Linked DNA regions of Mus musculus: all the other regions are linked to region 4. A link is a contact called in public HiChIP or PLAC-seq, capture Hi-C and promoter capture Hi-C data. All regions are on one chromosome and are shown on one strand. Each heading gives the region's core, a stretch centred on a gene start, on an enhancer-like site or on the middle of the called end of the contact. The rest is flanking DNA. Distances are from core to core; before and after follow the strand shown.

The links. Promoter capture Hi-C pulls out the DNA fragments that hold promoters and counts their contacts. HiChIP or PLAC-seq counts read pairs in DNA pulled down with a chosen protein or histone mark. Capture Hi-C pulls out chosen DNA fragments and counts their contacts.
Region 1: a contact with region 4 is called in a capture Hi-C map of embryonic stem cells, with 12 times the contacts expected there. The contact joins the promoter of Supt6 here to the promoter of Prpf8 in region 4. A contact is called at or near these places in 5 of 39 promoter capture datasets (embryonic stem cells and liver) and 1 of 9 other capture datasets (embryonic stem cells).
Region 2: a contact with region 4 is called in an H3K27ac HiChIP or PLAC-seq map of embryonic stem cells, with 4 times the contacts expected there. The contact joins the promoter of Nek8 here to the promoter of Prpf8 in region 4. A contact is called at or near these places in 1 of 39 promoter capture datasets (liver) and 1 of 115 datasets of contacts at active chromatin or transcription factors (embryonic stem cells).
Region 3: a promoter capture Hi-C map of embryonic stem cells shows a contact between it and region 4, with 5 times the contacts expected there. The contact joins the promoter of Pigs here to the promoter of Prpf8 in region 4. A contact is called at or near these places in 1 of 39 promoter capture datasets (embryonic stem cells) and 1 of 9 other capture datasets (liver).
Region 5: a contact with region 4 is called in a promoter capture Hi-C map of embryonic stem cells, with 8 times the contacts expected there. The contact joins the promoter of Rskr here to the promoter of Prpf8 in region 4. A contact is called at or near these places in 4 of 39 promoter capture datasets (cranial neural crest, embryonic stem cells, hippocampal neurons and 1 more) and 2 of 484 Hi-C or Micro-C datasets (both in embryonic stem cells).
Region 6: a promoter capture Hi-C map of embryonic stem cells shows a contact between it and region 4, with 5 times the contacts expected there. The contact joins the promoter of Proca1 here to the promoter of Prpf8 in region 4. A contact is called at or near these places in 2 of 39 promoter capture datasets (embryonic stem cells and liver).
Region 7: a promoter capture Hi-C map of embryonic stem cells shows a contact between it and region 4, with 5 times the contacts expected there. The contact joins the promoter of 2610507B11Rik here to the promoter of Prpf8 in region 4. A contact is called at or near these places in 5 of 39 promoter capture datasets (cranial neural crest, embryonic stem cells and liver), 4 of 484 Hi-C or Micro-C datasets (all in embryonic stem cells) and 1 of 115 datasets of contacts at active chromatin or transcription factors (embryonic stem cells).

The regions. Positions count from the first base shown.
Region 1 is chr11:78,243,562-78,247,268 of GRCm38.p6, forward strand. It overlaps Supt6 (SPT6, histone chaperone and transcription elongation factor), which reads right to left and starts at 2,142. Exons shown (of 37, transcript NM_009297.2): 1 at 1,987-2,142. It overlaps Sdf2 (stromal cell derived factor 2), which reads left to right and starts at 2,185. Exons shown (of 3, transcript NM_009143.3): 1 at 2,185-2,609. The coding sequence starts at 2,435.
Region 2 is chr11:78,175,273-78,179,138 of GRCm38.p6, forward strand. Nek8 (NIMA (never in mitosis gene a)-related expressed kinase 8) reads right to left here and starts at 1,394. Exons shown (of 15, transcript NM_080849.3): 1 at 1,288-1,394. The coding sequence starts at 1,334. It overlaps Tlcd1 (TLC domain containing 1), which reads left to right and starts at 3,386. Exons shown (of 4, transcript NM_026708.2): 1 at 3,386-3,784. The coding sequence starts at 3,591. Mir7653 (microRNA 7653) reads left to right here and starts at 3,555; the gene lies at 3,555-3,615.
Region 3 is chr11:78,326,218-78,330,010 of GRCm38.p6, forward strand. Pigs (phosphatidylinositol glycan anchor biosynthesis, class S) reads left to right here and starts at 2,205. Exons shown (of 12, transcript NM_201406.1): 1 at 2,205-2,291; 2 at 2,515-2,654; 3 at 2,758-2,869. The coding sequence starts at 2,258. It overlaps Aldoc (aldolase C, fructose-bisphosphate), which reads left to right. Exons shown (of 9, transcript NM_001303423.1): 9 at 45-1,564. The coding sequence ends at 137.
Region 4 is chr11:75,485,226-75,488,969 of GRCm38.p6, forward strand. It overlaps Prpf8 (pre-mRNA processing factor 8), which reads left to right and starts at 1,552. Exons shown (of 42, transcript NM_138659.2): 1 at 1,552-1,966; 2 at 2,400-2,568. The coding sequence starts at 1,867.
Region 5 is chr11:78,289,048-78,292,782 of GRCm38.p6, forward strand. It overlaps Rskr (ribosomal protein S6 kinase related), which reads left to right and starts at 1,794. Exons shown (of 12, transcript NM_001287206.1): 1 at 1,794-1,892; 2 at 2,377-2,622; 3 at 2,708-2,791; 4 at 2,915-2,983; 5 at 3,358-3,427; 6 at 3,647-3,735. The coding sequence starts at 1,836. 2610507B11Rik (RIKEN cDNA 2610507B11 gene) reads left to right here. Exons shown (of 39, transcript NM_001002004.2): 38 at 239-373; 39 at 757-1,578. The coding sequence ends at 936.
Region 6 is chr11:78,193,241-78,197,019 of GRCm38.p6, forward strand. It overlaps Proca1 (protein interacting with cyclin A1), which reads left to right and starts at 1,462. Exons shown (of 4, transcript NM_001368876.1): 1 at 1,462-1,714. The coding sequence starts at 1,633.
Region 7 is chr11:78,259,384-78,263,339 of GRCm38.p6, forward strand. It overlaps 2610507B11Rik (RIKEN cDNA 2610507B11 gene), which reads left to right and starts at 2,371. Exons shown (of 39, transcript NM_001002004.2): 1 at 2,371-2,534; 2 at 3,316-3,445. The coding sequence starts at 2,467.

The DNA.
Region 1 (3,707 bases), core at 892-3,391, 2.8 Mb after region 4:
AACAGAATTTTGGTTTTGATTTTTTTTTTGGTTTTTTTTTTGGTTTGGTTTGGTTTGGTCTTTTCTGAAACATAGGATTTGGTGATTGATATTGGGAAATCATTGTGAGGAAGCCAGTGATCACACCCGACCCAGATGGTGATTACATTTATTAGGAACAAGAATATTGCTGGATGGTGGTGGCACAAGCCTTTAGTCCCCAGTACTCAGGAAGCAGATCTCTGTGGATTCAAGGACAACTAGAAAGAGTGATTCTGTCTTCAAAAACCAAAAAAAGAACTAGAGGGAGTAAATAAGCTTTGATTGGATTTTAGGACTGTTCTACTTTCTGGCTTGATATATCACTTGGTAAGTAAGATTAAGTTCATTTGGAGAGTGTTAATTCTTTGCCAGTCTAAGCTAGGCAGTGGTGGTGCATGCCTTTAATCCCAGCACTTGGGAGGCAGAGGCAGGCGGATTTCTGAGTTCGAGGCCAGCCTGGTCTACAGAGTCAGTTTCAGGACAGCCAGGGCTATACAGAGAAACCCTGTCTTGAAAAAAATAAAAACAACAAAAAATACTTTACCAATCTAATCTAGTCTAATCTAATAGTCACACAAGCCAACCAAATAAAATAAGCCTGTAGTGGTGGGACACTAGGCATGGAGAGGGGCTCTAAACTCGTGGTTGAAGGGAGAGCTGTTTTTGAGACAGGGTCTACAAATGCAACCAAAACGTAAATTCCATGATCCTCCTGGCTCAGCTTCTCCATTGTTGCTATAATTGTTTTGTAACTAAAACACTGAAGACTCACAAACTGTGAGTGTTCAACAATAGAACTAAACTTTTTCTCCCCAAAATTAATTAAATTCAACGACTTCCACACATTGTAGCATACTTCAATGCTGGGGAGGGGGACCAGGCTCCTCCCTTCCTACAGGTTTATGGGCAGTTAACGGTTGCTAGGGGGGAGGGGCTCATCATGAGATCCCACCAACCCTAAGGATCGATAGTAATTCATGGTTGCTGGGGGAGGGGAACATTTTCTTTAGGGTTGTAGCCCAGGCTTCTCTGAATACTTCTTCACCCATGTACTTGTAAACCACCATAAATTAACTAATTGAGGCATACACACACACACACACACACACACACAAATTAATGAAAGTAATAAGTAATGGAGGATTCTGAAGAAGGGGAGCAGCGGGAATGGAGTGGGGCGGGATGAAAAACAAATTACCCTATGACCTTTGTATTACCGTGTCTTTTCATGTAATTATTACAGGAGACCCGCCTCCTAAAGGAAAACAGAAATCGATTCTTTCTGTAATACAGAGGAACTGCTTTACTTAAGATACTCGAGTACCTGATGTCAAACAATACACATTTCTGATTTAACAACCAATTCTAATATTTATGATAGGTCTTTGGCAAGTGTTCGAGGAAATGAATTATACAAGATGGAAGGCTCCAGGTACTTAAGTATAAACTCGCATCTTTAGAAAGGATTAAGGGACTTGCCCATATGTGGAAAAAAAACCGTATAATTACTCAACATTTTGTAAAGAGCTAACATTCAGCACAGTACACCCGCCTCATGGCTGAACTCTCGAAAGCTCAGCAGGACCCAAACGCCGGACTAATTAATCCGATCACCTGATGCCAAGTAAAGAAACCCTTAGGTCTCTCTTCTAGTCCCAATTTTTTGCGTGGCCCAGATTCCAGACGCCGCGGAGAAGATGGGATCCCAGAAAGCCTGTTGATTCAAGAGGTAACCCCAGGTCACAGGTTCCGGGTGGTACCGCGTGGAGAAAGGGCTGGAGACTCTGAGCAATCACGGTACTTTCCTGTCCTTTTCCCCCCTGGCAGATCAGGGAAAGCCAGGGCCCCCTTCCTTCCCGCAGTGGGGCACCCCAAAGCTTCTTCCCTTACGGGACCAGGCCCCAGGAGTCTGGCTCGCCACCTGCGCACCCACACACGCAACACACTCTCCAGGCTGAGCGTTACCTGCTTGAAGGCCGCTGCTTCTCCGCTACGCTAAGCTCCCACCGAAGAAAATGGAGTCGCCGATCAGAGACTGCAAAAGGATAGTCCGGACCCACCGCAAGGGCCCTCCGCAGCCGCCGCCACCACCACCACCACCGTCGCCGCTGCTGCGTTAACGTAGTACGTCACCTCCGGCTCTCTGTCACTGGGAGTGGGAGGGTCATTTCCTGCTGTCTTTTCCCCTCCGGCGTCTAGGGCTTTGGTTCCGAGTCCGCGAACGCCTAAGGAACGCAGCCGCCACAGAGCACCCAGTACAAAGTGAGGTCCCGAAGGCCTCCCGGGCCAGCGTGTTCTTTAAGCCGCTCTCGCCAAAGGAACCATAAAGATTCAGGTTAAGGAGTCTTCTCTTCCATCTTGGCGTAGTTCTACCCTCGGCTTCCGGTTCCGGGGACGGGCCTAATTTTCTTGGATGATTAGTTCTCTCGGATCTAGGATGGCTGTCTTGTCGCTTCTGTTGTTGGGTGGTTTGTGGAGCGCTGTGGGAGCGTCCAACATGGCTGTCGTTACTTGCGGCTCCGTGGTGAAGCTACTCAATACACGCCACAATGTCCGACTGCATTCTCACGACGTGCGCTATGGGTCAGGTACAGAGGGGGACTCACCGCTCTGGGTGGGCTGCCTAGGCCGGGTGAGCCTAGAAGGGGCGGGGCCTCGGAGTCTGAGGGCGTGGTCTGGGAAAGTTAGCCGTGCCCTATTTCTTGAAGAGGACGACGAGTTGCCAAGGAAACTTAGTCCTAATGTTAGTTTCTGTTTGATGAGCTGTGGGCCAAACGTGTTACATATATACTTTCCGGTTTTTAACATTGTATTGAGGACAGATACTAAAGTTATTTTCTTAGGTGAGTAAATAGACCTAGAGATATTGCTCAAAGCCAGCTAGTGAATGATGGAGACAGGGTTTAATCCAAATCTGTGCAGGTTCAAAATCTTTCAGATTCCATGGGCTGCCACTATTTTGTGCTGGAGAGAGGAGCATTTAGAGCAAGACAACATAAGCTGAATCTCAGATTTTAAATGTCACCTATTTTTAGCTCATATTTTTTGACACTCTAACTTAGCAATAACTTTCTTGTAAAGAATTTAAGCATTGACAGACATTGCAGAGGAAAGTCTGTTTTTTATCATGTGCAATTAAAATACTCACTTATTCGTGGGCTCATTCATTTGGCCTAGATTTAAAGAGCACTTTTAGTGTGTCTCGTATTGTTCTAGATACAGGAAATACAGTAGTGAATCAAACAATAAAACAAGACTAATGGGCAGGCGTGGTGGCCTAGGTCTGTAATTGTAGCACTCAAAAGGTTGAAGCAGGATTGTAACTTCAAGATCAGCCTAGCCTATATAGTGGGGGCTGTCTCAAAACAACAGAAGTTCAAAGGCTGGTAATTACTTCAGTGTTAGAGTATTTGCCGAGCATACGGAAAGCTTCTGCCCCCACACTGGAGGAAATAAAGTCATGAAGTTCGACAGGAGGTGTACTTGTGATATAATTTGAATGATTGATGATGCTATTTGCTAGAAAGGAAGTGACCTTCTAAGATGGTTAGTCTGTTCACAACTCTCAGAACCTGTCTTACCAGTTTAGTCCAGGGAGTATGTAGTCTTTACATTCCTAACCACCTCATTCAGTAAACACCTACTCAGGCTTACTACATTCTTTTTTTTTTTTTTTTTCTTTTTCT
Region 2 (3,866 bases), core at 144-2,643, 2.7 Mb after region 4:
TGCCTCTGCCTCACAAGTGCTGGAATTAAAGGTGTGTGCCACCAAGCCAGGCTCAGTTCTTCAAGTCTTGACCTTCCACCTCATCTGGACTCCTTAAGTTCCTGCTGTTGATAACTGCTCAAACTTCATTAACTGTTTTAACAATGTCTTGCTTGTTGGATCACCTTCCTGTGGGCTATATTACCTTCCTTGGTGAACTTCTTAAGTTCCCTTTTGGTTTAGAAATTAAACCCAAGTACGCTAGGCAGGAGCTCTACCACTGATATTCACCCTCAGTCCCTCTTTTCTTTTTCTAAAATTTGAGAAGGGTAGCACTAAGTTGCCTAGACTGGTTTTAAGCTAGTTATGTAGTTCAGGCCTGTCCAGAGTATACCATAAAAACTGCTTTTCTGCCGGGCGTGGTGGCGCACGCCTTTAATCCCAGCACTCGGGAGGCAGAGGCAGGCGGATTTCTGAGTTCGAGGCCACCCTGGTCTACAGAGTGAGTTCCAGGACAGCCAGGGCTATACAGAGAAACCCTGTCTCGAAAAACCAAAAAAAAAAAAAAAAAAAAAAAAAAAAAAAACTGCTTTTCTTTTCTTTTTTAAAGATTTGTTATATCTAAGTACATTGTAGCTATTTTTAGACACACCAGAAGAGGGCGTCAGATCTCATTATACAGATGGTTGTGAGCCACCATGTGGTTGCTGAGATTTGAACTCAGGACCTTTTGGAGAGCAGTCTGTGCTCTTAACCATCTCTTCAGCTCTTGCTTGTCTTTTCTTTTGGAGACAATCTCTATGTAGTCCAGGTTGGCCTCGAATTCACAGCAATGCTCCTACATCTGCTCCCAAGTACTGAAATGACAAGCGTGTACCACCCCACCTGGTGCACGGTCTCTTACTGTTGATAACTGCTCAAACTTCATTAACTGTTTTAACAATATCTTGTTTGTTTGGATCAACTACCTATGGGCTATGTTCGTAAAGGGGAAGTACCTCGCCTGTTTTGGTCATAACTGTAAACTCCGGGCAGTCTGACCTGTGCAGTTTACGCTTATTATCAGTTGAAGCAAAGAATAACCAATCTACAGGGAAAAACTATCTTCCAAGGGCACAGGCTGGTCTGGAGGGCGTGGTTTGGCTGTGGGCGGGGCCTCCCGCCTAAACCTAAGGACCGGATGCCTGGGCGGGGCATCCCATAGTGGTGCTCTGGCTTCGGGGCGGAGCCAACAGGGCCACGATTTCTTGGTCAGAATTAGGGCCCTAATTTCTCCCTTAGCATTTCCTCCCCAGCGCCCTGGCTCACCCGAAGGCACCTCTTCCCACCACTCGGATCCGCTCGTACTTCTCCATCTCATTTCTCAGTTACGCTTCTGGAATCCCGGTGCGGCGCGTGCGCGGACCCTCCCATCTGGGAGCTCCTCCTCCTTGCTGTAAAACTTTTGCAGGGCGGAGCCGGCGAAACGGGGGCGTCTGTCGAGTCCGGCGTCTTTCTCTGACTTTGAACTCAACCTAGAGGCTAAGTCGTGTTTCCCCAACGAGGGATCAGAGAATAGTCGTTCTGGGTTTCTTGACGAGTCCCTCAGTGCTCAGAACCGTACCAGCCACATCGCACACGCGTGACTTGGGCATAGGTAGTTAGACTGGAGCGATAAGGCGCCCACTTATGTTGCCCGGCAAAAAAACAAGATTGTTCTTTCAGAGGTCTAATGCGAGTGGAATGCGAAGATCGATACAGTCCCCACTGTCCGGGACGAGTTGGCACTACCTCAGAAAGATAAAGGGATTCTCATGATTGGCACGTAAAGTATAAACCACCAAAACCGAGCCGGTCTGTGTGGGGAGAGGAGCGGCGTTATTTGGTGTTTGCCGAGGGAGGGACCGGGAAAACCCCAGTTGGACAAACTGATTCACCTGAAGAGTACATGACGTGGTCTCTTGGTTGTAACAACTACTGAGCACAGTGCTCTCGGTTTCTCAGAATCCGCACAAAACGCTGCCGTAGGGGGACTCGGAGCTTTACTCAAAACTTATAGCGTCGCGGTAGGGGGAAACCCAGAGAAGGTTCTATGCTTCTGTCCAGAAATAGTGGGCTGGTTGGTATCGCTGCTAGGGTTTCGACCAGGATGAATGAAATCCTGACTTCTTCATGACGCCTGCAGCTCTAAGGGAGTTATAAAATGTCAGTATTCAGGAGGTGGTCCTTAGCTAACAACGTTCCTATTTCTCAGTGGGCGAGAGAAGGGTTGTTTATTTTTTGTCCCTGCCCCGCCCCAAACTAGCCTACGTGGAGGGAACCTGTGGTCACTGGCTCAGGCCGGAGTTGGCTGGGGAAGCAAAGAGGGAGTGCTGGGGTAAAACGCTCACACAAAACATTACATCGTGCTATCACTTAGTAACCGAATGGGCCTTGAGTGACCCTGGGGACCTCTGGGAGTTAATGTGTAACCCTGGAACCATCAGGGAAGGCAGCAAATACCCAAAAGGCATAGGTGCCTGGGAGTCTGAGCTTGGGCTTTTGCCCCTCAACATCTTGAAACACCGTTCTCCTAGTCCCCACTTTTTGCCCTCGTTGTCCACTTCCACCTCCCAAAGGCACACTCCCTTCATTCAGCACCGCCTCTGGGTTGCTCCTTTTCTCCTGGTCTGCCGATCCCGCTCCGCAGAGCAACTGCCTTACTCTCTGGAGTGGAGGCGGGCTTGGATCCCGCATCACAGTGAGGACAGACTGACACCTAGTGGCCAGAAGCCGCATCTACTCCAGGCCGCTGCCCTGGAGAGAGGGTCACCCCAGCTGTCTGGGCAAATCGGCAGCCTTCCCCGCCCCAGCCTCCAAGGAGCCAGAAGAGGGTTGGGACTGTCTGAGGGAGGACTGTGACAACCGCTGTGTTCCAGGAGCCCAAGAACGATGGGGAGAAGTGTGGTGATGGTGGGTGACTCAACAGTTCCTAAGCACCACTCGTGCGGGGCGCGGGAGAAGCAGGTAAACACGTCGATCCCGGTCCAAGAGAGGAATCGAGTCTGGGCGGAGCCGTGGTCTGAGGCGGCGCTCCTGAGCCCCCGGGTTTAGCGTTCAGCAGCCCGGTCTGTGCGACGGTCCCGCCCAGCTCTGCCCTGAAAGAGTTGAGAGAGGAGCGTTCTCGCAGAACCTGCCCAGGGTGTAGGAGCTGGTGGCGGCAGAGAAAGTCGGGAAGTGGGCTAGTGGGGCCGTACGCACGAGGGCGGCCGAGGACGCCTTCGGATGTCGGGAGGCGCCAGACAGGGTGCCTCGGCAACGATGGCGAGGACAGCCCCTTCGCGCTCGAAGTCGGCCGATTCCGGGCGGGGCCCTGGGGGACACCGGCCTCGCGCCCTCCTCGCGGCAGAGGCGCCCGAGGGGCGGGGGCAGGCGGCGGGGCGGGGCGGGGGCGAGGGCGGCAGGGGCGGGCAGAGGCCTCACTGGGAACGCGGGGAGGAGCGAAGGGGCCTTGAGGGCTCCGCGAAACTGTGGGGCTGGCGGCCCGCGGCAGAAACGATCGTGGCGCGCTGGCCAGAGAAGGAACGGTGTTCCCAGAACTGTCGGAGGAGACGGCTTAAGGGGCGGACAGACAGACGGCAGGAAGGGTCAGCATGCCCCTACTGTTCCACCCCGCCTGGCCGCTGCTCCTGGGCGCCACGCTGACCTTCCGGGCACTCCGGCGCGTGCTCTGTCGCCTGCCCCAGCCTGCACACGTGCAAACCGACCCCCTGCGCACCTGGCGTTGGCACAACCTACTCGTCTCTTTCACCCACTCCATTGTATCAGGGATCTGGGCACTGCTGTGGTGAGTGAACAACCCGGGGTAAATGAGATGGCCGTGGGATCTTTCGCGGGGTGCTCGGACTGGGCTCCCTCTTGCTATTCCC
Region 3 (3,793 bases), core at 955-3,454, 2.8 Mb after region 4:
TGGTCTGGCTCAGTCTGCTCATTGAATCCCATTCCGTTTTGCAGATGAACGGGCTTGCAGCCCAGGGCAGATATGAAGGCAGTGGAGATGGCGGAGCGGCAGCACAGTCCCTCTACATCGCCAACCATGCCTACTGAGGCACGCTGACTCTACCCACAGCCCTTGGCCTAGCAATGCACATCCCATTTTGCCTATAGTCACAGCCAGGGCCAAATAGCTATGCAGAACAGAGATATCTTTATCCAGCGCCAAGTCATCTCACATCTCACATGCCTTACATTGCTGTACCCGAGACCACAGGATGGGAGGGTAGAGATGCCCTCCCATGTTTGAAGATGGGGGGACTTTCTAGAAGTCAGAACAGAACATGTGGACCTTTTTCCTGTCTCCACCAGCCCTTACAGTTACCCTTGATGGTATAGTTTGTCCTTGGGCTCTGCTTGCTAATTTTCTCTCTTGGGATCAGGGGGACGTGAACTCCAGCCCTGACTCGTGCTCCTTATGCTCTGAGTACATAGCAAATAAATGAGAGCAAAACACAGCACACCGCTCTGTCTGTCTGTCTGTTGCACATACCAAAGTCTACCTCCATGTGTGCGACCTCTTGCTGATCCTATCTCAGAGCCCCTCTGATTGTGGTGGTGGTGGTGAGGTGAGATCTGAGTTTTCCTGAGCTTCAAGTTTTGTGGAGGAAGGGTTCACCTGGCTCACCATCCCTAGCTCAGGCTCCTACCTGCTGATTTCCAAAGCTGGAGTTGTTGTTAGAGGGCCTGGGGGTGGAGAGGAGGGTACAGGTCTTCCAGGGACTGACACATTAAAGGATCCAGCAGGATGAGAAACTCCATTTTGTGCAAGGCTCAAAGGGGACAAGCAGGGATCAGAGTGGGCCAGTTCTCCTCCATCTCTGAAGAATGTGCACTTAGGTCTTTTCCAATAAGGAAACCTTCCAAGCCTCGGGGCTACAGAGCTGAGTGTCTAGAAGCTTGCCAAGGGCTATGACCCACTTCCATGTAGAGAAGGGATTCATCGGAGGGTTCTGGACTTGTTAGAACTGATAGGGCTTTGTGGTGAATGATTACCCCTGGGCTAGAGTGTGAGGTAGGGTGACACTAGACAGATGTGCACTGGAAAAGTCATTGATGTTCTGCTCTGTGTGGCCTGACCTTATAATCAAAGCAGCTAACTCAGCAATTTCCATATGCTTCTGCCAGGCACTGTTCTTCTAACCATTATTATATGCATTAACACAGCTCTGTAAAGTAGGTACCATTGTACTTTTCATAGGAGGAAACAGGCTTCAAAGAGAGGCTGAGAGGCTATTTAGGATTCGAACAGCAGGCATTACTATATAGAGGCTGTGCTCAGGAATTTTTCAATGAAGCATCCTCAATCGCTCGAATTGGAATCGATTTTTAAATCCTAGTCTATAGTCTCGGCTAGTTGGGAGGCTGAGGTATCAGACATTAGGGACAGGATCACTTTAACCCTCTGGATCGTATAGGGAGATCTGTCTCAACATTAACTAAAATAAAATTAATCACATAGTAGCCAACCATGCTAAAAAGTTACCGTTTTGTCAGTTTTATCTTTAAGCTTTGAAGAGCTGGTGCTCTGAAGAAAAGACCTATGTTAGAAATGACATTAGGGGCTGGTGAGATGGCGCAGGGGGTAAGAGCACCCGACTGCTCTTCCAAAGGTCCGAAGTTCAAATCCCAGCAACCACATGGTGGCTCACAACCACCTGTAACAGAGATCTGATGCCCTCTTCTGGTACGTCTGAAGACAGCTACAGTGTACTCACATATAATAAATAAATAAATCTTTAAAAGAAGAAAAAAAAAAAAAAGAAATGACATTAGAAAACTTTTCGGGAGTCAGGTTCTTGATAAGCTCGACTTCATTTAAGTAAATATTCCCCTTCCGCTGAACGTGGTGGTGCATGTAATCCCCTGCATTGGAGAGGGCCCAGAGTCCGAGGCCAGCCTGGGCTACATGGAGATTATCGCCTTCTCTAAACTGGCGTTGTAGAGCTAAACAGTACCAGGTGCACTCAATGAAAAGCCAGGGTCAGATTGAAAGTGTAGCCGAGCGCGTACCCTCTCACGGGCTCCGCCTGCGCACTGGCGTGCGTCAGCAGTGTTGCTCGTGATTGGCAGCGGTCGCGCACCGTGGTCCCGCCCCCTCATTCTGGAGTTTCCGATTGGAGAAAGCTCATGAGGCCCCGCCCCATCGGCGACCTGGGCAGCCGGAAGGGACCATGGCGGCCGCAGGAGCTGCGGCCACGGACCTAGGTGCGGTGGATTTCAGGTGGAGGGCGCAGTGGGGAGGTCTCGCGGGCAGAATGTGTGGGTGGGGCGCGAGAAGCCTGACAGCTCCCTCCAGCCTGGGGTTGGGGGTCCGCCACGCGGGAGCGGCTTGCTCGGGGTTCCCGGCCGCCCGCACTCCTCCACGATCCCGGTGTGGCGGGCATCGCACCCTAGTTCCCGCGTCTTAGTCGGCCCTCTGTGCCCTCAGAGGTGGTCCGGGGCAAGCGTTCCGCGCTTTTCTTCGCCGCGGTGGCCATCCTTCTGGGACTGCCGCTCTGGTGGAAGACGACGGAGACTTACCGGGCCCCATTGCCTTACTCAGACATCAGTGGGCTGAATGCTCTGCTGGTGAGACTGGGTGGGGAGAACCGGGGCTGGGGGACCGGGGGGCAGCCCAGCTGTAAGGTGCAGACATTGCTAAAGACCCCGATGCCCCTCATCCCTCGCGCAGCTCCGGCTCATGGTGCCAGTCACAGTTGTGTTTACTCGGGACTCTGTGCCCCTGGACGACCAAGAGAAGCTACCTTTCACCGTTGTGCATGAGCGAGAGATCCCTCTGAAATGTGAGTTCCCATGAAGAGGTGTCAGGGCTGCTTTTTCCATCTGAGCCAGGCCCAAAACCCAGAGTTGGAATGCATAGGAGGGGCGAGGGCGACTCATAACTTACTTTAAAATGTTTTATTACATTTACTTAGTGTGCGCGCGCACATGTATGTTTGTGTGGATGTCTGTGCTGTGGAGCATCTTGTGGAGGTCAGAGGATCACTTGCGAAAGTCATTTCTCCTCCCACCATATGGGTCCTGGTCTTGGGGATCCAACTCAGGTCATCAGGCTTGGTATCAAGAGCCATCCGCCTGCTTCCCCCAAATCCTAAGAAAAGAGATCTCCTTTGGAATGTTCACTTGGGGGTTTGTGTTAGTCTAAAGTACAGTGCCTGTCCTTATGACAGTGATTTATGTCATACGGTAAATTATGCCACCTTATCCTTAGCAATTGATACCCATCAGTGCATAGGGAAAGCAGGTTGTAGCTGAAAGAAAACGGGAGTTTGAAGTTACATCGGATGTGTATTCAGACCTTTGTCATTTTAACATCACACACTGTATTGTTAGGCACTTTGTTAGGTACCAAGAACTTGAGGGTGAATAATAAATTGGTAATATTTTAAAGATGTTTATAGTTAACATCAGAAAGAAAGAAACTAGCAAAATACTGTAAGGCAGGAGGTTTGGTCTCGTGGTGGAGTCACGGGAGAGCCTGAACTCCATTCTCACCTGCCGGGGAGTAGAAAAAGGTGCAGAAGGGCTTGGGCAATGTGATTTTTGAGGTTGGGTGTTTCTGGCTTTTTGAGACAGGGTTTCTTTGGGTAGCCCTGGCTGTCCTGGGTCTTGCTGTGTAGACCAGACTTGCACCACACCTGGCAAGGACTCTGATCTTTATTGGATGCATAATCTCATGTTCAGTTTTGTTTTTTCATCAGTATTTT
Region 4 (3,744 bases), core at 302-2,801:
ATTGGTTTATGATTTACACAGAACATTTTTTTTTCTTGTCTATAGCATGCGTTAGAGTGATCGTTGCCAGATAGAGGAAAGAGAAATGAGAGAAGAAGGTCGTTACCAGTGAAATTCCCCAGAGACATTTCTAAGTTTTCTAGGTTATCTCCTTTCCATCTCCCAAAGAAGCACGATTATTTGTTTTGATACAGTCTCTCTCTAGATCCTTGGCTGTGCTGTACTGGAACTTGCTATGTAGATTTGGCTGGCCTTGAAAACACAGAGATCACCTGCCTCTGCCTCTCAAGTTCTGGGATTACCATCATGGCTGGCAGGGTTTTTATTTTTATTCTTCAGTTAATTTTGTTGCTTGAAGCTCCAGGCATTAAATCTAGTACGTTACTTCTAATAATCAAGCATTAAGCTCAAAATCTGGCGCCCTGAAGTCAGATTACCATGCTATGCTTGCCAGTGCTCATCATGCTGTGTTACAAGAATCTTTAGGCGTTGGGAGAGACAGCTTAGGGGTTAAAAAGATTTACTGCTTTTGCAGGGGACCCAGGTTCCCAGCACCCAAGTGGTAGATCATACCTATCTCCATTCCAGGGGAGCTAATGTCTTCTTTTAATCTCCCTGGGTACCAGGCATGTCCGTGGTGGGCAGACATACATGAAGGCAAAACATTAATGATTCTTTGTTTTGTTTTGTTTTGTTTTGTTTTTGAGGTTTGGTAAACACTATATAGCCGAGGAAGAATTTGAATGTCTTTTTGAAAAAAAAATATTTTATGTATATGGGTTGTTTGGGTTGCATGTATGTATGTGCACCATGTGTGTTCTGTATCTACAGAGGGCAGAAGAGGGTTTTCAGATCCCCCTAGAATCAGAGTTTCGGACAGTCGTGAGGCACCATGTGCTGGGGATCACACCAGGTTCTCTAGAAGAACAGCTAAAGCTCTTAATCGTTTAGTCCTCTTTCCAGGACCAGACTTTGAATTTATGACTATTCTGCCTTTAACCTCCCGCCCCTCCACCCCCACCCCCCACCCCCCACCAGTGCTGAGATCCTACAGGTCTATGCATTGCCAGAAATGGAATGAACCAAGGGCCTCCTGTACAAACTGAAGTACATTCCCATCCCAGATCATCATACATTTTTGCCAGCCTTCCTTCTGCCTTGGATGGTCCAAGAGTTATTTGACTCTTTGGTACATAGTTACCACTATTAACAGTAATGTAATGAAGGAATAGAAGAACAAAGGATTCATTGAGTAGGAGTTAGTACTACATATCAGCTCTGAATTCATGAGAATAAATATAGGGGAAATGTGCAACGTACGCAAACTTATTAAAATTGTATGGCTTTGGCTTTTGAGGAACAATATCAATAGCCAATTAAATGTCAGATCTATTAGAGAGGGCTCCTAAACTGACTGGCAGAAGGCGGGGCGTGAGCCTACCCTGACCACACCCCTCGCCCTGAAATCCGCTTTTAGACCCGCCTCTCCGGCTCGGGCTGCAACGTCAATTGGAGATGTCGCTAATCCATCAGAGCATCTCGGCGTCTATTGGATGAGCTTCTGAGCCTGGTTGCGCACTTCCTGGAGTTGGGAACGCGGAGCGGACGTCGTCTTTCCGCCATTGCTCTGCGAGCCTAGCCGCTACCTGAGTGAGGGGCGACAGGTGGGTGGTGGGCGTCTGAGGCTGAGCGCAAGGTAATCGAGTGGGCCGAGCGGCCCGAGGAGCTGCGCCAGGCCCGGGTCCCGAGCGCTCAGCCCGGCTAGAGTGCAGGCCAGGGGGCTCCGGACGTGTTCCATCTGCCCCTTGTGGGCCCGGGCCTAGCTCATTAGTTTTGGCCTGCCTCTCTATCCCAGATTCTCCCGGCATGGCCGGAGTGTTTCCTTACCGAGGGCCGGGTAACCCGGTGCCCGGCCCTCTAGCCCCGCTGCCGGATTATATGTCAGAGGAGAAGCTGCAGGAGAAAGGTGAGAGGCGAACGGGAACGGCGTGCGCGGGCTCGAACGTGTAGGCGGGTTTCATTTCTTCCCTCCATAGGCAGGTCATCAGGGGTGTGCTTATTAGCAGTATTTACATTTTTAAAAATTGAGTCCAATCATTGAAAGTTTGGAAGTGCCTGTTATTTTGCAGGAGCTTATTGTGTACGTGTGTGTGTGTAAAATGCATCAATGACGATAAAACCTGTTTCCTTATAGGGTTTGCATTACTATGTAGGAATTAGACAACAACCCTCCCCAAAACATCTATAGCAAAAATATCAGGTGGTTTGGGGTAGTAAAATGGCAGGATACTTGGCAGTGAGTATTTCTCTTCACAGCATGCCGAGGGTTGCCCCAGGGCAAGAGTTAGGGATAATTAGGGTAAATGTGTGCAGCCCTTTAAGCTGAGGTGCTTTTCTAGCTCGAAAATGGCAGCAGTTGCAGGCCAAGCGATATGCAGAGAAGCGGAAATTTGGGTTTGTGGATGCTCAGAAGGAAGACATGCCACCAGAACATGTCAGGAAGATCATTCGAGACCATGGAGACATGACCAACAGGAAGTTCCGTCATGACAAAAGGGTCTATTTGGGGTGAGTAACATCCCAGGATAATATCATATGGAGTTTGACTTCTTTCCTTCCTCTGCCCCTTCATTGACAGTGCTGGATAGAGGGACTAGCATTTGGAATGTGACTTTTTAACTGAGACAGTTTCCCTGTGTGGGCATTTTTGCCCTGGATTTAGCTCTGTAGACCGGGCTGCCCTTTAACCGATAGGGATCCCCATGCCTCTGCCTCCAAAGAGCTGGGATTGAAGGCAGATGTCACCGTGTCCAGCATGGAACATGGCTCTAGGCTGTACATAGGATGACTGTAGGAGTAAGGCTAGGACCACTGGGATTCTGTGATAGTTTCCAGATCGTCTACCTATGCCATTGATTGTTTTGCTTTGCCCTGCTGGTGTTGTTGTAAAATGTCTGGTATTGTGGAACTGTTTGAAGCTCAAATTAAGACACTAGGCATTCTGGATGCCTCTTTGGTCACTATCATTCAGAGGTTTAGGATAGTTCATTCCTGGGGTCGCTCTTTTACTGTTAATTCTTCCACCTCAAGCTGCAGAGATTCTTAACATTCCATTTGGATACAAAAATTTGGCCTGTTAATTAATTGATGTGGGGGAAGCCTTGGAAGTTTTTTTGTTTTGTTTTGTTTTTGTTTTTTTTCCTTTTTAAAGATTTATTTAATTCATTTATATGAGTGTACTGTAGATGTCTTCAGACACACCAGAAGAGGGCATCAGATCCCATCACAAATGGTTGTAAGCCACCATGTGGGTGCTGGGAATTGAACTCAGGACCTTTGGAAGAGCAATCAGTGCTCTTAACTGCTGAGCCATCTTTCTAGCCCCACCTTGAGAGTTTTATTGCAAAAAATAATTTCTTAGCCAAAAAATAATTTCTTAGCCAGGCAGTGGTGGTGCACGCCTTGAATCCCAGCACTCGAGAGGCAGAAGCAGGCTGATTTCAGAGTTCAAGGCCAGCCTGGTCTACCGAGTGAGTTCCAAGACAGCCAGAGCTATATAGAGAAACTCTGTCTTGAAAAAACCATTAATAGAAATAACAATACATGATGTGAATAAAAGTACGACGGCAAAAAAAAAAAAAAAAGAAATAACAATAACAACAACTTCTTGCCGGGCAAGGTAATAGCATACGCCTGTAACCCCAGCACTTGGGAGTCTGATTACTTTGAGTTTGAGGATGGCCT
Region 5 (3,735 bases), core at 544-3,043, 2.8 Mb after region 4:
TTCCATCCCAGCACTTAGAGTAGGAAGGGGACTAAAGATTATAGACAGGGTGACAGTTGGGCTTCCTGTGAAAGTGGGCCATGGGTGACAAACCTGTCCTGCTTTCTGCAGGAGTCAGCCCCATCACCAGAATGGGAGGGAATTCAAATATGTCGGTTGCTGTTGTAGGAATTCTACTCAGAGTTCTGGCTTAGATTCAAAATGGCAGCTCTTTTCCCTCTTTCTCTTCCTGTTGCAGGGTGAGAAGAACAGTGTGGACTGGGGCGACCTTAACTTGGTGCTACCCTGTCTGGAGTACCACAACAACACGTGGACATGGCTGGACTTTGCCATGGCTGTCAAAAGGGACAGCCGAAAAGCTCTGGTTGCCCAGGTATCTCGCCAGGGCTCATGGCTGTTTCGTTAGCAGGGACTGGCAAGCACATTGCCTTTTTAAGAGCCTTCTCTTCTGTGCTGTATTAAGAGATGGCCAGGAAAGGGGCAGATAATGACTGATCTGTCCTTGTTTGTCCATGCCTTTGCCCTGGTATGCTAGTGACTCATTAATTTTGAGGGAATTAAGGGCTTCTACAACATCAGCTTTATGATGGTTCTGATTAGATTGTAAGCTTCTTACAAGCAGACTATTATCTATATACTTTGAAGTGCCCTTTTGTGTTTACATATAAGCTTAATAAATCTTTGAATTGGTTCACTTTAAATTGTACACCCCGTTTCACTAATTTTTCCTTTCCTTTTATTCCTTTCCACTGCCAGGTAATCAAAGAAAAACTAAGGCTGAAACCTGCAACGGGGTCTGAGGTCCGGGGAAAGCTAGAAACAAAGTGTGACCTGAACATGCAACAGCAGGAAGAAGAGAAAGCTCGGCTCCTCATTGGTTTAAGTGTGGGCGACAAGAACCCTGGCAAGAAGTCCATCTTCGGCAGGCGCAAGTGATGTGGAGACCCAAGTGACTACAGTATAGAATTGACTCTGGCTCAGGATCCAGGGACTTGAGGGTGGGCAGAGCTTCCCTTCATCCTGCAGGATTTGTGGGGCATATGGGAACTGAGAGACATTGTTCAACAGCTGGCCTGTCCCTGCAGGGCATGGTGGACAAAGCGCTGGGTTCCCTCTCATGGGATTAGACCCAGGGCCACAGGGGCAAGAAAACCAGAAGACCCAGGGATTGTGTCCAAGCCTAGTATCCTGCTCTTTCGGGGCAACAGAAAGGGTTGGGGGATAGTTTTGATCAAGTATGATAAATTTTTATAAAGATATATATATATAAAACATATATATATATTTCTAAATGTAATTGCTCTCCCTTTGTGCCAATAAGCTAAGGGAAGGAGTCTGATCCTCTGTGCCTCACTCCACTGCCTTGTTGTCTAAGAGGTGTTGGGTTTGGGGGATAAACTTCCCAGTCTGTGCTCACTTGGGAGGATGGCATTAGGAGCCAGGGCTGGCCATGGGTACCTTACTTTCCTCCCTGGGGTATGCCCAGGAGAATGGAGAAAAAAGAGATTTAAAGAAAAAATATTTTAAATTTGATGTTGGCCTTTTTTAATTGTATTGAGTAAAAGCGTTCAAGTTGTCTGTGTCCTTCCCTCCTCACTAACCCAACACATTTTTTAACTGCCCCAGTAATGACTGGTCTTGTCTTTCTCCTCTGCCTTGAAGTCTTACCACAATCACATATACTTCCCAGTTTGGGTATGATGCTGACCTAAAGCTGATGGGTCTGTGTACACTGGAAGAGGTGGGGCTCATGGGTAATGCAGCATCAGAGGGAGGAATTGCTTATGTAACTTGGACAACAGATTTAGCAGCGCGAAAAGAGGCAGAGGCTGGAAATGGGAGCAGTAAGCTGTCGGCAGGGACAACACACCCGGGTGTCTGCTCCTCAGAAGGTAGGGTATGGGGCTCTGGTATAGGCTCTGGCTGCCTATGGGAGGGAAATGAAAGATGTAGGGGCCTGAGGCTAGAAAGTGCCCAGTTAGGAGACTGTCACTGATATCCATTGTTGGGGTGGGCATAAAGGCTATAGAACTCACTTATGCACAGGTTGTATTCCTGTTTTGTTGTGAAAACATAAACCTGTTATTGTCATGGAGATTTTGAATTAAGTCAAGGAAATTTAGGTCACATCACAAAGCCTGGGAATTTTCCTTCCCTCTAGATAAGTGGTTGTCAGCATGTGTGTTGTGACTCCTTTCACACGGGTTACATTAGATATCCTGCATATCAGGTACTTATACTGCAGTTATGAAGTAACAGTTTTATGGTTGGGGGTCACCACAGCATTGGTTAAGACTAGAGGAAGGGGTGCCTGTTAAGATGGGCAGAACCTGCAGTGCTTCATGAGCAGGCTTAGAATGGCTCCCTTCTCAGCAGGGTGACAACATCCAGGGTCACTGGGTCCAAGGCTGGAAGAGCCTCTGGTGTGGTATGGGGACCATCAGGTCAGGTCTGGAAGAACTATGGGGACTACAGAGGCATCAGTGCCTACATCAGGAGCTGCTCCAGCCAGCCCCACTGCTACTAGAGAAGCCTCAGTCTGAGTGGCCAGTGCCTCAGTTCATCAGCCTCTTTCTACCAGAGTTTCCCGTGAGGCCTGTTAGGGAGCAGCAGGAGCTGAAGGTAGGTCACCATAGCCCCTGGGAAGTGTCTGTTTTAGGGAGGAATCTACAAACAACCAGTCTCAGTTTCCCTCTTCTTTGTTCAGATTTTAGGCCTTGTGGCTAAAGGTTCGTTTGGAACTGTCCTGAAAGTGCTAGATTGTGCCCAGAAAGCTGTATTTGCAGTGAAGGTAGGAAGTCAAGCGATGTAGCTTACTCAGTAGATCCTGTTTACAATCTTTAGTTCCAGAGATTAGGGGGAACAAGTTAAAATAGCATGATTTTCATGAGTTACCATGCCTCTACACTTATAGGTGGTGCCCAAAGTAAAAGTTCTACAGCGGGATACGCTGAGGCAGTGCAAAGAAGAGGTTAGCATCCAGGTATGCAGAGTTCTGAAAGCATGGCTGGAGACCTGAATTTGTTGGAGAAAGTACCTTTTTCCAACTTACCTGGTTTTCTTGGGTCTACCTTCCCTGTATGTGTCCGTCCTGGAGTAGATAGCACCAAAGTAAATCCTGAGAAAAGTAGTTATTAGCTGAGGACAAGCTCCAAGTTCTGCCAGGGGACTCTACAGTGTATCGTGGTGTGCTCCTAAGCAGTGTGCTGGCTCCAAGGTTTTCCAAGAGTCCTAAATGAGTTCTGAATCAGAAGGTGAAGCAGCAGTTCACTTCTACACAAGGCAACATGTGATTTCTTAGCTGCCTTTATCATCAAGAAGCTTGTTTTCCTAACTTGCTGTTTTCTTTGTCCATAGCGACAGATCAACCATCCTTTTGTACACAGTTTGGGGGACAGCTGGCAGGGGAAACAACACCTCTTTATTAGTGAGTGACTGAGCTTTGTCTTCACCCCCAAAGATCCATATACTGCCCTCCCCACCTGACATTATTCTGCCTTTGTTTGGCTCCACTCCTCATAACATTTCTATATTCCAAAAGAGGGAAACAGATGGTGGCATTAGTTTGGGCAGGAGGTCCATAATGCCTTGAGCCTAGGCATTATGTATAGACCTCAGTATTGCCTAGACTTGTGTTACTTTGCAGTGTGTAGCTACTGCAGCATGGATCTCTACTCCCTGTGGTCTACTGTTGGTTGGTTTCCAGAGGATTCTATCCGTCTCTTTGCAGCTGAA
Region 6 (3,779 bases), core at 212-2,711, 2.7 Mb after region 4:
TTTCTGTACTACAGGAGCCAGGCCACTGGTACAGACACTTCTGGCTCAGTCCCAAGTCCTGTAACCAACACATATGACATCATTAACAACAGGGTCTTACCATTCAGTTTTGGAATGTTGCTGACAGCAGTGGTAAATAGCCCTATTGTTCTAGAGGCTTCCCTGACCAGCAACTCTAAGGAAGTAATCCACCCTTACTACTAGGGGGTTATATTTATTTATTTTTGAAACAGGGTTTCATGGTCAGCCCCAGGTGACCTGAAACTCAGAGATCTGCCTGCCTCTGCCTCCCAACAAAGGCACACAGGCCCATGCCACCACATCCGGCTTTCTCCCCTACCCCCCCCCCTCTTTTTTTTTTTTGAGTCCTGATCTTGGCTCTCCTGGAGCTCACGATGAAAATCAAGCTGGCCTCGAACTCAGAGATCTACCTGCAAGTGTGTGGATTAAAGGCAAACATCACCATGGCCAGCCTATCCTCTGCTTTTTGAGGTACACCTATTCTGGCTTTGGAAGCTGATTGGAGGTAAACTGAGAGATGTGACGTGAGGGATATCTGTGAAGCAGCTCTCATTCATTCACATCGTCTTGTACAGAGTTGGTTAACCCAGTGTGCATGTGAGAAGTCACCTCAATACTCAGTTCTCCCAGGGGCCTGCCCGAATGTGTAGTCCCATGAGGTGCATGTATAGGACAGTTGCACATATACTTTTTTGTTTTGTTTTGTTTTTGTTTTTCGAGACTGGGTTTCTCTGTGTAGCCCTGGCTGTCCTGGAACTCTCTCTGTAGACCAGGCTGGCCTCGAACTCAGAAATCAGCCTGCCTCTGCCTCCCGAGTTGCTGGGATTAAAGGCGTGCGCCACCACCACCCCGCACACATGTACTTCTTATGTTAGATCTGTGTAGACTTTTGGCGTCATCGTGTGTGATATACGAGTGAAGTGTGGACGCTGTGTTTGAGCAACGTGAAGGTTTCCTACTGGGATGGAGTTACCACGAATGTAAGTCACCTTACTTTCTCAACAGGAAAATAGGGCACTGTGGGGCCTAGGGATTGGGAGGAAATCTGAAGGGTAGATCTGAGGGGGATGGGTCTGGCGATCCGGGGTTAGGGGGCTTTAGGGTGTACTATACACAGTGGAGGAGGGACTTGTCACCAAGGAGACGCAAAGCCAGGATACCTGCAAGGACATACGTTCATGAAGATTGGTCCCTGGCTAACCTCCAGAAGGCGTGGCGGTCCTGGTGCTAGAGCTTGAATTTGGAAGGGGCGGGGCCAGCAACTGTTGTGGGCGGGGCTCTGGGCTAGAGTTTTCTAGAAGCAGGGACCAGCAAGGTGCTAAGTATGGGACTGAGTGCTGGGTCTGTAAGGTAAAGGTAAAAGCCCGTACTGGCGTTAAGGGTGTGACGAAGGGACTGGAAGGAGCTGGAGATCCCGGATGAAGAACCCGACTGACGCTTAGACCCGGGCTGGAAGACCTGAGGGGGGGAGGCGGGCGGGGGGTTGGGCAAGCATGAGGCGGAGCTAGGGGCTGGACTGGAGCTTACAGCTGGGCCGAGGGCTCGACCAAGCTGAGGTTCAACGTTGAACTCTGCGAGGTAGGGTCCTGTGGAAGAACTGGGCTGACAGCGATGTGGGTCAGGACGACAATAACGGTTAAAAGATGGACTGAGGAAAGGTCTGGCCGCAAAATTGAGAGAACCGAGAGAACTGGTAAGGGGCGGGGCAGAAGGATGGGGGCGTGGCTGGGCGTGGCTCTGGAAGTTTGCTTGACTTGGCTTCCTCCCGACCCAGGCTCAGCTCTTGAGCATTAGGCTGCAACCTCTGGCCTGGGCTACCGCCCCAAAGGCGCTAGGGTTCGGTAGAACCCTTGGCCCAATGCTCATCTGGGCTCCAGGGCTGGGCGGCCAGTTCCATTGACCTTGAGGGTGGGAAAGCGTCTGAGTATTCCACAAGTGACATCATAATCACCTCCAAGTGCCTAGCTAGGAGACATTTCCCAGAACAGGGCTCACTGGCCTCTCTTGCACTCTCCTCTCTCTCTCTCTCTCTCTCTCTCTCTCTCTCTCGCTCTCGCTCTCTCGCTCTCTCGCTCGCTCTCTTTCTCTCTCTCTCTCTCTCTCTCGCTCTCTCGCTCTCTCGCTCTCTCGCTCTCTCGCTCGCTCTCTCGCGCTCTCTCGCTCTCGCTCTCTCTTCCTTTTTCTTTCTTTCTTCCCTCCACACACCTTTTGTTTTGTTTTGTTTTGTTTTTTCGTTTTTTTTCGGGACATGGTTTCTCTGTATAGTCTTGGCTGTCCTGGAACTCACTCTGTAGACCAGGCTGGCCTTGAACTCAGAAATCCCCCCTGCCTCTGCCTCCCAAGTGCTGGGACTAAAGGCATGCGCCACCACTGACCGGCTTTTTTTTTTTTTTTTTTGTCCCTCCACACACATTCTTTTGGCTGCTCTAGTGCCTGTCCTCTGGGCCTCAAAGGAAGGGAGGGGTTTTGCAGGATAAGGAGGATCCTCTACAAATAAATGTGCATTTTGAGTTAGGTCCCTGCTACCTGTCCCAACGAAGAGACCACATGCTTTTCTCTTCCTTTCAAGCTATTACCATCTTCATTCTGCCACAGGAGCTCTGGACCGACTGCCTTGATCACCGCTCCCCTCTGTCCTCTTTGGACAAAGAGGCAGACTATCTCTCCAAATCCCACTTCTCGTTGATCCTTCCTGTTTTCCCTCCCAAACAGCTGATGTTGTCAACATCTATTAGGAGTATTAGTGGAAGGCAAACAGGCTTCAGCCTTGCATAAAGCCTGCTAGAGTGACAGGAGGAAAGGAGTCCAGTGCAGTTTGAGCCTGGCCTAGGCACAGGCCTTTACTGGAATAGCTTTAGGATTTGAGCGCCACAGGGGAGGCCCTGCATCAAGATCAAAGAAAGGAAATCAGAAGTGAGGAATCCGCAAGGTGGGGATTAAAAGCAAATGTTTTGGGGGTGACAACTGGATAAGGCAGGAGCTGAATCTAGTTTCAGGGCTTGGCCTTGGAGCTGTGGCATAGGGTACTTAGCTTAGGATATGTGTCTCCTTAGCCAGCAAGGCACACTGGCTTGGGAGCCAAGAAGACCAGCTTTTCTGCCTCTGCTGTCACCTTTCATCCTGAGCAAATTACTTAGTCACTCTGGGTCAGGGTCCCTCAATAAACAATTTAGAATCAAAGTCATACTTTAAAAGCCCACCGTAGGGTCCAGCATTGTGAAAGTGTATATCCTGGGAGATTATCTCCCCCATTACAGCTCACAGGAGTGCTAGGAGCTGGGCTTCCAGCTTACATGTAAGAGTGCTTGCTTAGCGTGTGTGAGGCCCTGGAGCTGACTCCTAGACACTTCCTCCAAAACAGCCCCAGTCAAAATAAATAAAGTAAGCAGAATGGCTCATGTCAGTCATTCCTGTACTTGGGAGGCTAAGGCAGGATTTACCATAAATTCAAGGCCAGCCTTGGGCTATATGAGGAATTCTAGGCCAGCCTATGGCTTTGTGAGATAGTCTCGAAAATAAATATATAAAAAGATAAAACACAGTACCCAGGTTTGAACCTGGCATTTATGTATTTCCAAGGGACATTGAATGTATACACTCAGTCAACCAACAATGACTGAGCAAGTTCCATGGCTCTGAGCATATAAGTAAATGCAGGAATGTCACAGTTCTAGAACTATGGCAGCAGGTCCATAGGCACATACAACACACAATTCCACTTGGACAGTACTGGGGTTAGTCTGCTGCAAGGCCTTGCT
Region 7 (3,956 bases), core at 1,121-3,620, 2.8 Mb after region 4:
TGCTGATAGCCTGGTAACCTGTGGGGTCTGTAGAGCCAGGCCACACTGAAATCCCCTAGACTATTGCTTTTATCCCAGACTGTTCCTCTCTAGCCCGTTATCTTGACGATTGTTTCTCAGTCAATAGAACCTGTCCTTAAGGAAGAGGTCTCCTGTACTTTGCAACATCCTAGGTAACCCTGTGCTACCTGTAGGGCCAGGCCACCCTGACTCCCACAGTCTTTTATGTTCATCTCATTCCTCCTAGACCCTCATATTGAACATTGTTTCTCAGTCAGTAGAACCCATCTTTTTGATGTAAACATGACTTTTAAGTTTTGTTGCACACACAGGGTTAAGTACCATCAGAAAACTTTTTCACCTGGCAGTGGTGGCACACGCATTTAATCCTAGCACGTGGGAGGCAGAGGCAGGTGGATTTCTGAGTTCGAGCCCAGCCTGATCTACAGAGTGAGTTCCAAGACAGCCAGAAAAAACAAAAAGAAGAAAACTTTTTCCCCCAAAATTAAACTGTGTTTAAATATGCCTAAAATAAACTGCCTGGTGTCAGACTCCAGATTCTATAGTACATACCAATACCAGTTCTTTTTTATTTATTTTTTTATTATATGTAAGTACACTGTAGCTGTCTTCAGACACTCCAGAAGAGGGAGTCAGATCTCATTATGGATGGTTGTGAGCCACCATGGGATTTGAACTCCGGACCTTTGGAAGAACAGTGGGGTGCTCTTACCCACTGAGCCATCTCACCAGCCCCCCCAATACCAGTTCTTGAGTCCTGGTGAGCCTGATTCTGGTCTCGCCTTAGTTACATTGTTACTCTGCCACCCCTGCTGCATGCAGAGAGACCCCCAAAAGATGAATTCCAGTATGGAAATGTGTTGTGATGCCTCATTGACTTGAATTGAGTTCTTAGATCCTACCTGAACACTGAGAAACCACACTTGAACAAAAAGCTACAGATTTTGAAGATGAACCGGTGTGTGTAGTTTAGAGGATAGTTTGTGGATTTTGAGGATGGAAATCAATTCCTCGGGCCAGCAAGTGCCTTTACCTATAGATCCATCTCACAGGCCTTGAAGTTGTTATTTGAAGAGGCCAATCAAAAAAATCTGGAAGAATTATATGCAGATTAGGATCTGAGAACCAAGAACACAAAATACTTCATAATACCTTGGAACCATCTGGATTTCTTTATCTGGTACTGTGTTTATCTGGTACTGTGTTAGTAAGTCATTAGTCAGACACTGACTCATGAGAATAAGCATAACAGACCTTATCTACTTCCTTCATTTAACAATGAAGAATGCAAAATTCACTCTGGCTTGATTTGACCTTGAACTCTGTATTTCATGTAATTAAAATTGCTTCCCAGATAATCTGTAAAGGGTAAAACAATATTCACTATTTCTATATTTCACCCTGTTCTGGGTGGTGCTATACACAATCGCACAAACCTAAAAATACAGAATGGCTCTCCCCATGAAGGATGTTAGAAGATACTATCTGGCCCAGGCATGGTGACACATGCCTTTAATCCTAGCACTTGGGAGGCAGAGGCAGGCAGATTTCTGAGTTCGAGGCCAGCCTGGTCTACAGAGGGCTACACAGAGAAACCCTGTCTCAAAAAAAAAAAAAAAAAAAAAAAAAAGATAAGAAGATACTATCTGGAACAGTATTCAGACAGTAAACAAAGTTGGTTTCCTTGTGGGGTGAGATGATAGATAGCTGAGGTCTTTGAATTACCTCTTAATTTTCTCTGTAATCTTTTCAGACAGGATCACTTATGACCTACAGACACATAACTTTTGTTGTTGTTGTTTTGTTTTTTTGAGACAGGGTTTCTCTTTATAGCCCTAGCTGTCCTGGAACTCACTTTGTAGACCAGGCTGGCCTCAAACTCAGAAATCCGCCTGCCTCTGCCTCCTGAGTGCTGGGATTAAAGGCCTGCACCACCACGCCCGGCACCAGCCAGGCCGGCTCTTAATGGCCTAGGGAATGCGTTTTGGAAGTGGAACCTCAAAGTGGTAGAAACGACCCATCCTGGTCACCGCCCGGCGAGCTCGTGCGGACTCCGATCCCCCGCCCTCAGCGCGAACCCGGAGCTCCGCGGCGTGCCGCGCAGGCTGCGCTCTAGGTGTAGCGCGCAGGACCGCGCGTTCGCGGTCCGCCCCGCCCTCCCTCTCCAGAGCCACGCCTCCACTCCGCGCAAGCCGCTGGTCGGCCCTCAGGGCTCGCGCACGCGCGCGCGGGTTGGGGCGGGTCGGGGCGGGTCGGGGCGGGTCGTGGAGGGAGCCAGCCGGCTGGTCCACGAGCCGCCGGGGCGGGGACACGCGCGCGCGCACTAACGCTTCCTCGCCGTGCGTGTGCGTGCGCGGCCGAAGCCCGCCGCGGCGCTGTGCGGTTCCGGCGTCAGGGCCCGGCATGGCGGGGGTCGGGGCCAGGCCGGGCCGGACCCGGACCTAAATGCCTCTATTTCTCTCCGCGCTGTTGGTCTTGCTGCTGGTTGCGCTTAGCGCACTCTTCCTAGGCCGGTGAGGGGATTCTAGCCACAGGGTCGGGGGGGTCGAGGAAGACCGGCTGGAGGAGGCGCGGGTTGGTCGGGCGCCTTAGGCGGAGGGGGCGCGAGCAGGAGGGGGCGCTCAGCCGAGGCGAGGGGAAGCGAGGTGGGGGCAGGGGCGCTGAAGCATCTGGCTGGACCCGAAGCAATGTCCAGTCCGGGAACCGAATGTTTGCGTGTGAGGGAGGGGGCCTCCCTCGGTGGTCTCCCTTTCCTGCCCCGTTCGCCTCCGTGTCCTCTTCCCAGATTGCGAAGGGCACCTGCAGCCGCGCCCTGCAGAGAGGTCGGGAGGACTGGCTGGCTAGAGCAGAGCGGTGTTTGAGCAGTTCCGAGAGTGACCTCTGCCTTCTCGGAAACGGCTGCAGGGTGGGGACGCAGACAGGGACCCTCTAAGGAGTGTGCGATGACGTATTTAACACGACTGCCTTCACTTTGCCTTTTGAGGACCTCTTTTTACTTTGGGTTCCTAAAGATTTGAGGGTTTCTTTGTTTATTCTTTCTTTCTTTCTTTTTTTTTTTTTTTTTTTTTTTTTTTGACCTCTTTTAGAGGGTGAGTTTCGTTTGCCTAGTTTTGTTTGAATTTAGGGGCCCGTAGTTCTGGTTGTTGTGCCTAAATGAGTATGACTAGAGAAATATTTTAGGAAAATCGTAAAGTTCCTAAGAAAAATCCGGCTTCAGGATACCACCCCTTGCAAGGCCTTTCTAGAATCAAAAAGGGTAGAGGGTCTTATAATCCAACTGTTTTTTTTCTGCAGGTGGCTTGTGGTCCGGTTGGCCACCAGGTGGTGTCAGCGCAAGTTGCAGGCAGAGCTAAAGATTGGCTCCTTCCGATTTTTTTGGATCCAGAATGTCAGTCTTAAGTTTCAGCAGCACCAGCAGACGGTGGTGAGTTCCGGGAATTGCAGAGAGAAAGAGAGAGAGAGAGAGAGAGGAGAAGGGCGGGAGTGTGTGGTGTGTGTGTTGGTTTGGAGGGGGTTTCAAACTTTAGCTTCCTCCATGGGTAGTTTTCCTAGTTAACTCCACCCTTGTTGTTGTTGTTTTTGTTGTTGTTATTATTATTATTGTCAAGAGGATCTTAGGAGCTACTTGGAGGACTCTGCAATAGATGCCAGTTGTTTCAAGTGTTTATGGGACTAGATCTGGTGGTATAAACCTGTAATTCTTGTTTCTCAAGAGGCCGAAGCAAGAGAATTATAAATTCAAGCTCTGCCTAGGCAACTTAGTGAGTGCTTCTCTCAAAATTAAAATGAGCTGGAATAGTGGTTCAGTGGTAGAGCCTGGTATCTGCTGGGTCCTCTTTAGTATCTAGTACCAAACTAATGACACAGAGTATCCAGGGTATGGAAGAAAGATATGGAAGTAAACAGAGAAAGATTACAGGAAACAGCAAACTCAC